Linked DNA regions of Sus scrofa: region 1 is linked to region 2. Evidence: chromatin contacts called from public promoter capture Hi-C data. All regions are on one chromosome and are shown on one strand. The core of a region is the stretch at or near the end of the contact, and the rest is flanking DNA. Distances in the headings are between cores, read along the strand shown. Region 1 overlaps SLC1A7 (excitatory amino acid transporter 5). Region 2 holds the start of CPT2 (carnitine palmitoyltransferase 2).

Region 1 (4,785 bases), core at 749-3,248, 68 kb after region 2:
GGTTGCTGTGGCTGTGGTGTAGGCTGGTGGCTACAGCTCCAATTTGACCCCTAGCCTGGGAACCTCCATATGCCACAGTGCGGCCCTAAAAAGACAAAAAACAAAGTAAATAAATAAAACAAAATTACCCATAACCCCGCCACCCAAAGACAGCCACGTTGAAACTTTTTCTAGTTGTTTAGCTGTGCAGGTCCATGCGACATGACGCTCCCTGCAGAACCCCCCCACCCCGCCCCAAACCCCGGCTTGTAGTTTCTCCGAAAGATCCCTTTAACAGCTTTGCCCCAAAGTCTGGAGCCCCATTAGCCAAATGGCAGGGCCTTGAACTTCCTTTCCTGTTCTTTGAGCTCTGGGAGTAGCTGCTGTCTCCCGTGGAGTCCAGGCCCTCTCCACACTTAGCTCCCGTCCTCCTCGGCCTCTGCCATCACCCGCAATCATGCTGGCACAGCTGGCACCAGTCTGGAGAGGTCTGCCTCTGTCAGCTGTTGCCAGGGGTCTCCTTCCTCCACCCCACCACCCAGGGCTCCCACGTCTGCTGCTCACCTCTCAGCCAGTAGGAAAAGGCTTTCCACTTTGGGGACAGGGAGTGAGGTTCCAGAGTAGATGCAGGGGTCCCGATGATGGAACTCTGTCTGGTTTATCCACGGGCCTCTCCATTCCACAGCCCCTGTGCCACGTGACCTAACCCTCCCTGCAGACCCCCCCACCCCACCCCCCGGCTCTATCCAGAACCCACACTCCTGCCCTTACCGCGTCCAGGCTGTCCCTGAGTTGGCACTGCCCCCGTATTAGACCTCTTCTTCCTCGAGGTGGCCTTCTCAGGGGCCCTTTGCCCCTTCCTGAGATCTGATTTCCACCTGCACCCGTCTCCTGCACCGTCTGTCAAGCACCTCTGAGGTCATCTGGACACAAACCTATGGGGGTCTGTGTCACCGTGGCTCCAGGGCTCCGGGCAGAGCTGCAAACCATCTGCGCCTTGGTTTCTCCACTTAAATAGGAACATCTTGCCAGTGACGCATCCCTTCTTTTTTGTTGAGTATTTAACTGCAATATGTCTCTTTTTTAATTTTTTTTTACTTTTTTTTTAGGGCCACATCCGAGGCATATGGAGGTTCCCAGGCTAGAGGTCGAATTGGAGCTGTTGCTGCCGGCCTACAGCACAGCCACAGCAACACCAGATCCGAGCCGCGTCTTTGACCTGCACCACAGCTCACGGCAATGCCAGATCCTTAACCCACTGAGCGGGGCCAGGGATCGAACCTGCAACCTCGTGGTTCCTAGTCGGATTCGTTAACCAGTGAGCCACGACGGGAACTCCTATGCTGCAACTTTTCGTCTAATCTACGTTGATGTTTTAAATTGGTGCCAGGTTTTTCCTCTGCATCTACCATTTCAGTGACCTCCCTGTGTGTTTTGTTTATTTTGATATTCTGAGATCCTAAGGAATGCTAAGTTCTTCCTTCTCAGACATCAGCAAATTCTTCTACGTGGGTTGTGTTGGACCCCACTCTGCCCTGGATGCCCCCCCCGGCCTGGCTCGCAGGGCCGCATTCCACTCCTGAGCTCAGTCTATCTTTGCTGCCCCACATGTGACTGAACCTCAAACATGACCTGACTCTGACCTCATTAAACAGCACAATGTCCCCTCACTTTCCAGCCTCTCAGCCTCCCTGCTGGCTTCTGGTGCCCCACTGCCTAGCACAGCTGCCCCTTCCAAATCCTCCTCATCATTCGAGAACCAACCCAAATGCCCCCTCCTCCAGGTAGCCCTCCCTGATTCTCCGGACTAGAAGCCATCCCTCGCTCCTCTGAATAAAGAGAGCATGGCCTTGTCCCCTGTCTAGGGGTACTGATGCATCTGCCCTCTCCACAGCTTACTTGAGTCCACTGCTGTCCTGTGGGCTTTGTCTTTCTCCCCCACCACCCCCTGCCAGACCAGGAGCTGCTTGAGGTTGAGGACTGGTTTTGATCTCTGTCTTGTGGGCACAGGGCATGGCGCAGAGCCAGGGGCTAAATTACTGAGTAACTACATGGATGAAAGAGGACAGGCCTGGAGCTGGGGACTGAGTTCTGGTCCAGCCGGGCACCAGGGTCCTGAATGACCTTGGGCAGGGCCTCCTCTCGGGGCCGGGGCCTCCCTGTAGCCTGAGGTCATGGAACGTGGCTGTGGGGGCTTCTGTCGTGGTCAGAGGGCTGTTTGGCCCTGGGCTGATTTGCTGGCCCTGGTCGGGGGATGATTTCTTGTGGATAATGTTTCCGTGTGCCCCCCATTTCCCCTGGTCACGCAATCTCATTATGAGCCCTTCAGGATTTTTATCTAAGACCTACCCTAAGCCCGTCCCTAACATATGGTGTCCTGGCAGACAGGGATGAATGGAAAGTGAGGGGACATCGACTCATTCATTCATTCACTCCTTCCTTCTGCAAACTACACTCCAGTGGGGACCCCAGCCTGGCTCTGTGAGCCCAGCCCTGAATCAGACTCCGCCCCAGCCCCGAAGGCGCTTCCAGTAAATAGTCACCAGCTCAGTGAGGAGGGGCTGGGACAGAGGGCAGCACAGGGGTTGCGGGAGCCCAGAGAAGGGGCCTTACCCCTGCCTGGTGGTCAGGGGAGGCTTCCTGGAGGAGGGGACCCTTAAACTGTGTCTTCAAAGAGGCGTGAGGCTTTGCAACAGCAAGCGGGGGAGAGCAGGGCGCTCACAGGCAGCGGGTGCAGCAGGGCTGGGGGGAGGGTTAGGGAGAGGCTTTTGGGGCTCAGCCCTGATGCTAGAGCTGCCTGCTGTGGCCTTATGATTAAGAGGAGGGGGGATTATCTGCTCTTGTTTACATGATTAAAACCAGACAAATGACAAATACTTCCTTTATCTGAAAGAATGAAAGGGCTTTGGGGAAAAAAGGCTTTTGGCAGCAAAGCAAAGTGAAAGTATCTCCTTAATGACTCTCTCACTCCCCACCCCGCCCCGCTGGTCCAGGGCTGACCAGCTCAGTGGGCAGAGAGCCGGGGTCAGGGCAGGCAGAGGTGCAGAGGAGCCCAGAGGAAACTCACAAGCCCCTCCATACACCCCCCCACCAGGGGAACCTGGGCCCTGGCACTAACCCACGATGGCCACAGGGTGGCACCCCTCGGGGGAAAAAGCTAACCACGGCCCCATTTTATAGATGGGGATCCTGAGGCCCAGAGATGAGGGAGTGACTTGCTGGCCCGAGGTGACATAGCCAAGGGGCAGAGCTGGGACGAGGACCCAGGGCACTCGGTCGCTCACTCTTACTCATTAGCTCATTCAGAAGCCCCAGTAACCATGCCGAAGGCTGCCGCCGGAGCTCACACGGGGCACTGGGGACCCACAGAGAAGCCCTTTTTCTCACATGTCCTCAGTCTGATGAGAGAGACAGATGGTGACAATGACAACCAGGGTCATGACAGAGAGAAGGCCAGGGTTGTGGGACCCCAGGATAGGCTCCTAACTCTGTGGGAGAGGCAGGTAGTCCAAAAAGATTTCGCCAAAGAGATGGCACGGAGCTTGGTCTTACCTGCTGGGTAGGCGCTGGGCAAGGAAGGGAGCTGCTAAGAGGACACCGCGGAGTTCCCTTCGTGGTGCAGTGGAAATGAATCCGACTAGGAACCACGAGGTTGTGCGTTCGATCCCTGGCCTTGCTCAGTGGGTTGAGGATCCAGCGTTGCCGTGAGCTGTGCTGTAGGTCACAGACGTGGCTCGGATCCCGTGTTACTGTGGCTGGGGTGTAGGCGGGTGGCTACAGCTCTGATTAGACCCCTAGCCTGGGAATCTCCATATGCCGCAGGAGCGGCCCCAGAAAAGGCAAAAAGACTAAAAAAAAAAAAGAAAAGAAAGAAAGAAAGAAAAAGGAAAAAAAGAGGACACCGGACAAGGGAAGAGGACGGGGAAGGACTAGAGGTGTGAACGGACGTGGCCGAGGATGCTGGGCAAGGCGGAGGGGCGGAGCGGCGAGAGGCTGGGGGCGGGGGGTCCCCAGACCCACACACTCCCTGGAGTGCTGTGAGGGTGCTGGGCAGAGCCAGGAGGGGTCACCGTGGGCACATCTGGGTGCCTAGCCTGCCCAGCCTCAGACGCTGACCCGCATCGCTCTCCCAGCTTGATGTCCGGCCTCGCCTCCCTGGATGCCAAGACCTCCAGCCGCCTGGGCATCCTCACTGTGGCGTACTACCTGTGGACCACCTTCGTGGCAGTCATCGTGGGCATCGTCATGGTCTCCATCATCCACCCGGGTGGCGCGGCCCAGAAGGAGACAACGGGGCAGAGTGGGAAGCCCATCATGAGCTCAGCCGACCCCCTGCTGGACCTCATTCGGTAACCCTCACCCTGTTTGGAAATGCTTGCCATCCCACCCCCCAACGGGCTGGGGCTGCTGTTGACGCCACAGGCCCTGCCTGACGTGTCAGTGGGGGCGGGGGGACGGGGTGGCGTGGGGATGGGGCGCTCAGGGTCTGCTCTTGACTCCTGGGGATAACAAGGCGGGCAGCCACAGAGGCCCTGCTGCTCCCTCAGCCCCCGAGCTTCCTGCCCGTCTCACACTGCACGGACTGCCCCCGTAGGGTGGGCTGAATGGGAGGGGACAGGGGACCCGAAGGGCATTCCTGATGATGACAGTTGTGCCAAGGTCCTGCGCTGGGAGGTGCTGTGGTGGGGGAAAGTCGTGGCCCATTCCGTGTCACTGGGGCATGAGGTGTGCGTGGGGAGGGGACAGACCATGAGGGGCACTGGGAACCAGCCCGCACGTTGTATTTTCTCCTAAGGGCCACAGGAA
Region 2 (5,207 bases), core at 2,150-4,649:
GGAGTTCCCATCGTGGCTCAGCGGTAACAACCTGACTAGTATCCATGAGGACGCAGGTCCGATCCCTGGCCTCGATGAGTGGATCGGGGATCTGGCATTGCCGTGAGCTGTGGCTCAGATCTGGCGTTGCTGTGGCTGAGGCCTAGGCTGGCAGCTACAGCTCCAATTCAACCTCTAGCCTGGGAACTTCCATATGCCCCAGGTGCAGCCCTAAAAAAGAGCAAAAACACAAAAACTAAACAACACATAAAACACACAACACCTAACTGACCTGCACACCTAAAAATAGTTAGAATGGTAAATTGCATGTTATGTTCATTTGCCCACACTACAAAAGAGCAAAGCAAAAAAAAATTACACTTGAAAACCAAGCAAATCATAGCACAAGGCTTCCTATAGGAAAGCGAGTCCAAGGCCACTTGATTAAAAGGCAGTGATATATGGAGTTCCCATTGTGGCTCAGCAGTAATGCACCTGACTAGTACCCATGAGGATGTGGATTCGATCCCTGGCCTCGCTCAGTGGGTTAAGGATCCCACATTGCTGTGGCTGTGGGTAGGCCGGCAGCTGCAGCTCCGATTCGACCCCTAGCCTGGGAACCTCCATATGCTGCAGGTGTGGCCATAAAAGAATTGCCTGAACTTATAAAAGTATCAGATCCAGAATCTGAAAATAAGTTTTACCAGACTTCCAAGCCAGGGCTTTTCCCCAAGTGTGACATCGAAATGAGTGTGAAAGGACATTCTACCTCTCTAGCATCTCAGAGATAAAAGGAGTCTCACCTAATCCCTCATTTACAGCTGGGGTGCTGCAGGCCCGGGGTGGAGGCGGGGAATGGCAGCAGAGTGTCAAGTTATATCTGGATGAGGAGGGCTACTGTTTGCAGCTCCACAGTGTCTGTGCTGTGGACTGGAGGAAATGATCTCGAATAGTCTTCCTGGCTTTCTAATTCTAAGGAGGAGAAAAGCCCTCCGATCTTAAAGCTGGGTGGGGCCCAGGCCTGTCTGAAAGTTAAAAGCCATCTGCTGCCGAGCTTGGCAAGCGAAGAGAGGCTCAGTCATTCTTCACCTTTCCCCCACATACGGCTCAGCTCAGCCACAGGGGGTCAAGGATTAACTCCCAGCCACAGACACCTTTTCCTTTCTCTTTCCTGTCCTCTTGCCAAATATGAACAGGGGGACTGGGGCTAAATAATCTCATTGTCGTTTGTCTTAGGATGTTAGCACACTGTCATTTCACAAAAATCTCTTCAGATAATAGTCCTGAGAGGGCAGGGATGACACTGGGGTAAGGGGTTCCTGCCTGGAGAGAAAAACAGCAGCCAGGAGCTGGGGGTGACGCTTCTAACAGCCTGTGTTCGAATCACAGCGTAGGGAGAGCTGGGCTCCAGCCCCTGGACTGGGACATCCCTGATGCCAGCTTGGTTTGAAAGGAAGTAAAAGGGTCTTTAGAAAAGAATTGGGAATTCGGCACCAGGAACTAACTGGTGAACAGGTAGAGAAATTTAAAAGTTTAAGCTTGGTTTTAGAGGGTGAAGGAATTGGGGGAAATTTTTTTTTTTTTTTTTTTTTTTTTTTTTGCTTTTTATGGCCGAACCTGTAGCATATGGAGGTTCCCAGGCTAGGGGTTGAATCAGAGCTGCAGCAGCCGGCCTACACCACAGCCACAGCAACACCAGATATGAGCCACATCTGCCACTTGCACCAGAGCTCGCAGCAATGCCAGATCTTTAACCCCCCGGGCAAGGCCAGGGATCAAACCTGCATCCTCATGAATACTAGTCCTGTTCATAACCCTCTGAGCCACAACAGGAACTCCTTGGGGAAATTTCTAATATTGAAAGAGAACTGGCAGTTTAGATTAAGGCCTGTTGTTCAAAGCCTGTGAAAACTGGAAGCTGAATTAAACTACCGGGCGAAGGAAAGAGAGAGGAAGATTTATGGGGGCTGTTTTACAGGGGGAGTAGATTCTGGGAGAAGTATTTCACAAGGTGGAAAGAAAGGGTAGCTTTGATGAGGAGGCACAGAACTGGGGTGGGCTCTGGACCTAATGTGAATAAGATTTGGGGAGGGTTACTGAGGGCAGTGTCTGTAATTCCGTGAGGGTGTGCTGAAGTTGCAGGGGCTAATGTGGGTTAGGGAGGCTCTTTTAGGGGCAGGAAGGTGGGGGAGTGTTGAGGAAGGTTTGATAGCGGTGAAAGGCTTCCAGGTGAAGACTGACTTAGAAGGTTGAAGACTTGGGGGAGGGTAAGGTGAGTCTGGGGGAGACTGGTAGGATGCTAAAATAAACAGGACTGGAGGCACAGCGAGCAGGGCTGAGGGTTACGAGGGCCGGGTGTCCAAAAGGGGGAGTGTTGGGAGAAGTGGAGGGAGAGTAACTATTATGCATCAGGAATTGGCTGCTCCATCGTCTGGGCAGGATTGGGGGGGAGACACCCTAGTTGGAGGAGTAAGGACAGGGCTGGAGATATGCAGGTAGGACATTTTTCTGGGAGAAGTAGGAGGGACAATTAGATATCTGATTGGAAGTTGGCTTCCTGGAGAAGTTCGAGAAGAGTTCAAGAGAGAAAATCTAAGCGAACAGTGGGAGGATTCGGGAAGAGAATTTGAGCGTTCTCAAGTTCCTGTGCCAGGAGAGCCTGAAAGTCACAGGATTTTCAAATTGGAGGATACGGCACCGTCCCAGGTAGAGGTTTGGGGGCAGAAGAGGGTTCAGCAGAACAGTCGTGAGTGAGTGGGGTAAGCTTGGGGCCGCTTCACGGCTGGCGGTGGGCGGCGGGGCTCACCTGGGCAGACTGTCCTGGAAGTGCATAGTGGGCACGATGCTGCGCTGCAGGTACTGACCCGGCTCGAAGCCGGCGCTTAGGGTCCGACAGGGGGCTGCCAGGCCAACAGCAAGGTCCCGGGGCCAGGCGCGCAGCAGCAGACGAGCCATCATCGTCTCGGGTGGCGGCAGCAGCACGAACGCGGCGACCGTGTGGTTTTGGTGTGCAGAGCCCAAGCCGCTGCCCTCAGGTTCCCGGGACGCCGGGTCAGGGACTCAAGTTCGGTTAGGGCAGGTCCACGAGGCCACTTCCGGCCTTAGGGCCCCGCCCACGGAAGGCCCCGCCCCATGGAAAGGCCCCGCCCACGGAAGGGCCCTGCCACTGAGGGCCCGCCCACAGGCCCTCCGCTCAGAGGGGCCCGCCCACTGCGGGGCGAGCCGGCCCGCTGCCGTCTCTGCTCCGTGGCTCCCGCTTCTGCTCCCTAGGCTGCGCGGGAAAAGGAGCTCCCAAGGCACGCCCTTCTCCTCTTCCGAAACAATATTGAAACTGAAGTGGCAGAAAAAGAAAAGGCGAAAAACTTTTCGGAGTCTGATGAATTCGTTCCAGACTCTGTCCTTGGGAGATCGTGGGAAAAATGTTAAACCTGTTTCCTCATCTGAGAAACAGGTTCTAACCATTAAGCCACCTCCCACATTCCTAGTTAGGAAATGCAGTAACGGTGTGTACAGTGGAAACGCGCACCACCCTGTGGGGCTCCGGGTGGCAAAAGGGCTCCTGGGCACAAAAGCCTTTCTGTGCCTCACGTTAATTTTTCTTAGGAAATGGGCCTCGTTCAGCCACCATGACCTTCCCTGAGCTCCTAGGGACAGGTTCAGACAGTTGCTGATCAGGGAAGGAAGGGGATGCAAAGACAAGGGAGGAACAGTCAGGTAACAGTCGTCCAGCCTTGGGGCAGGATCCTGGTTCCCTCCCAAGGAATACACATAATAAGTTAGGCATCTCAGACACCTAAGAGAGAAGTGATAGTCCTTATGCTTCTTTTAGCAATGAATACTTTAAAACGGAACCGCTTCGAGTCCTTCCTTGGCCTTCTCCCTCGCTTAATTGCATCCTAAACACAATCACCTGTAAGCTAAAGATTAGGCACCTTGAGCACAGGTGCCTGTGGGTCAAAGATTCTTGGCACATGATGTTTTTCAGGAACTTTCCTAGTTTGTGGTCATCTCTGATCAGTATTCCCTTTTCGCGAGTACTGTTGTTCTAGGCAGTAACCCAGGAGACCACCCTCTCGATCATACCGAGGTCATCCGACTCCAGCTTTGACGACTAGGATTCCCCCAAAAAAGAAGAGGGCATGTTTGTCCCAATCCCGATTCCTGTCTGGAAACCTGCTTTTCTCCTTTTCACTATAAAACTCCTCCCAATTCTTTCCAGTGGGGGGAACACAGTCTTTAACGTATTAGCCTGCGGTGGCCCCCCTTTGCCCCGCAAAGCAAGAAAGCTCTTTTTTTCTCCTTTACCCCAAATTTCGTCTCTGCATTTTCTTTTCTTTTTTTTTAAAGTAATTCTTTTTTTTTTTTTTTTTTTAATGTCTTTTTGCTATTTTTTGGGCCACTCCTGCAGCACATGGAGGTTCCCAGGCTAGGGGTCGAATCGGAGCTGTAGCCACCGGCCTACGCCAGAGCCACAGCAACGCGGGATCCGAGCCGCATCTGCAACCTACACCACAGCTCACGGCAACGCTGGATTGTTAACCCACTGAGCAAGGGCAGGGACCGAACCCGCAACTTCATGGTTCCTAGTCGGATTCGTTAACCACTGCGCCACGACAGGAACTCCATGTCTCTGCATTTTAATTGGGCACTGGCAGACAGAGGCCGAATGTGGTAACCCAGTGCCTGGCGCTGTGAGCAGTAAATGGTGGTGATGGTTGTCGTTACCAGTCAAGTTTGCCCAGCAGGAGGGTTTTGACGTTTCTGTGATTAGCTCCGCACAGCTGCCCTGCTGGCTCCCCTGAACCAGTATTAGAGAAAATGTGTGCAGAAGCCAGAAACCATGGCGTCTCCCATCCAGCCACCGCTTCTGAGCAGAAAGCCCTTTTAGAGAAGGATCCCTTCTGCGCGACCATCTTTTCACCTTGAATTTTTCCAAGGACTGGAAGCTCTGCCTCTGGCCCTAGGGAGCCTTCCATGCTCAGGGGACCATGTGAGACTGCCCGTCCCCAGATCACCTCCAAGATTCCTTCCAACTCCAGACTCTAAGATTTATAGCCGAAATGCGGCCGCTGTACACAATCTCTAAGATTGTGTTAAAGTCTTGGAGACAGAATTTGGAGGAAGAGAAAGAAGAGCTTTATTGCTTTGCCAGGCAAAGGAGGACACAGTAGGCGAAAGCCTCAAAACTGTGTCCTGTCCTGAGAAAGGATAGCAAGGGGTTTTGTAGG

The links. Promoter capture Hi-C pulls out the DNA fragments that hold promoters and counts their contacts.
Region 1: a contact with region 2 is called in a promoter capture Hi-C map of liver, with 4 times the contacts expected there. The contact joins the enhancer-like site here to the promoter of CPT2 in region 2. A contact is called at or near these places in 1 of 5 promoter capture datasets (liver), 9 of 47 Hi-C or Micro-C datasets (embryonic fibroblasts, heart right ventricle, liver and 1 more) and 1 of 2 datasets of contacts at active chromatin or transcription factors (skeletal muscle).

What each region holds. Positions count from the first base shown.
Region 1 is chr6:159,127,718-159,132,502 of Sscrofa11.1, forward strand. It overlaps SLC1A7 (excitatory amino acid transporter 5), which reads left to right. Exons shown (of 11, transcript XM_021096614.1): 3 at 4,113-4,328. Among named protein-coding and RNA genes, the nearest start is that of SLC1A7, 24 kb to the left of the region's middle. Within about 2 kb of position 1,999, at least 13 of the 83 cell types and tissues checked have an H3K27ac peak or open chromatin away from gene starts, as enhancers often do. A contact at or near this core is called in liver, where this site is marked.
Region 2 is chr6:159,057,928-159,063,134 of Sscrofa11.1, forward strand. CPT2 (carnitine palmitoyltransferase 2) reads right to left here and starts at 3,400. Exons shown (of 5, transcript NM_001246243.1): 1 at 2,786-3,400. The coding sequence starts at 2,937.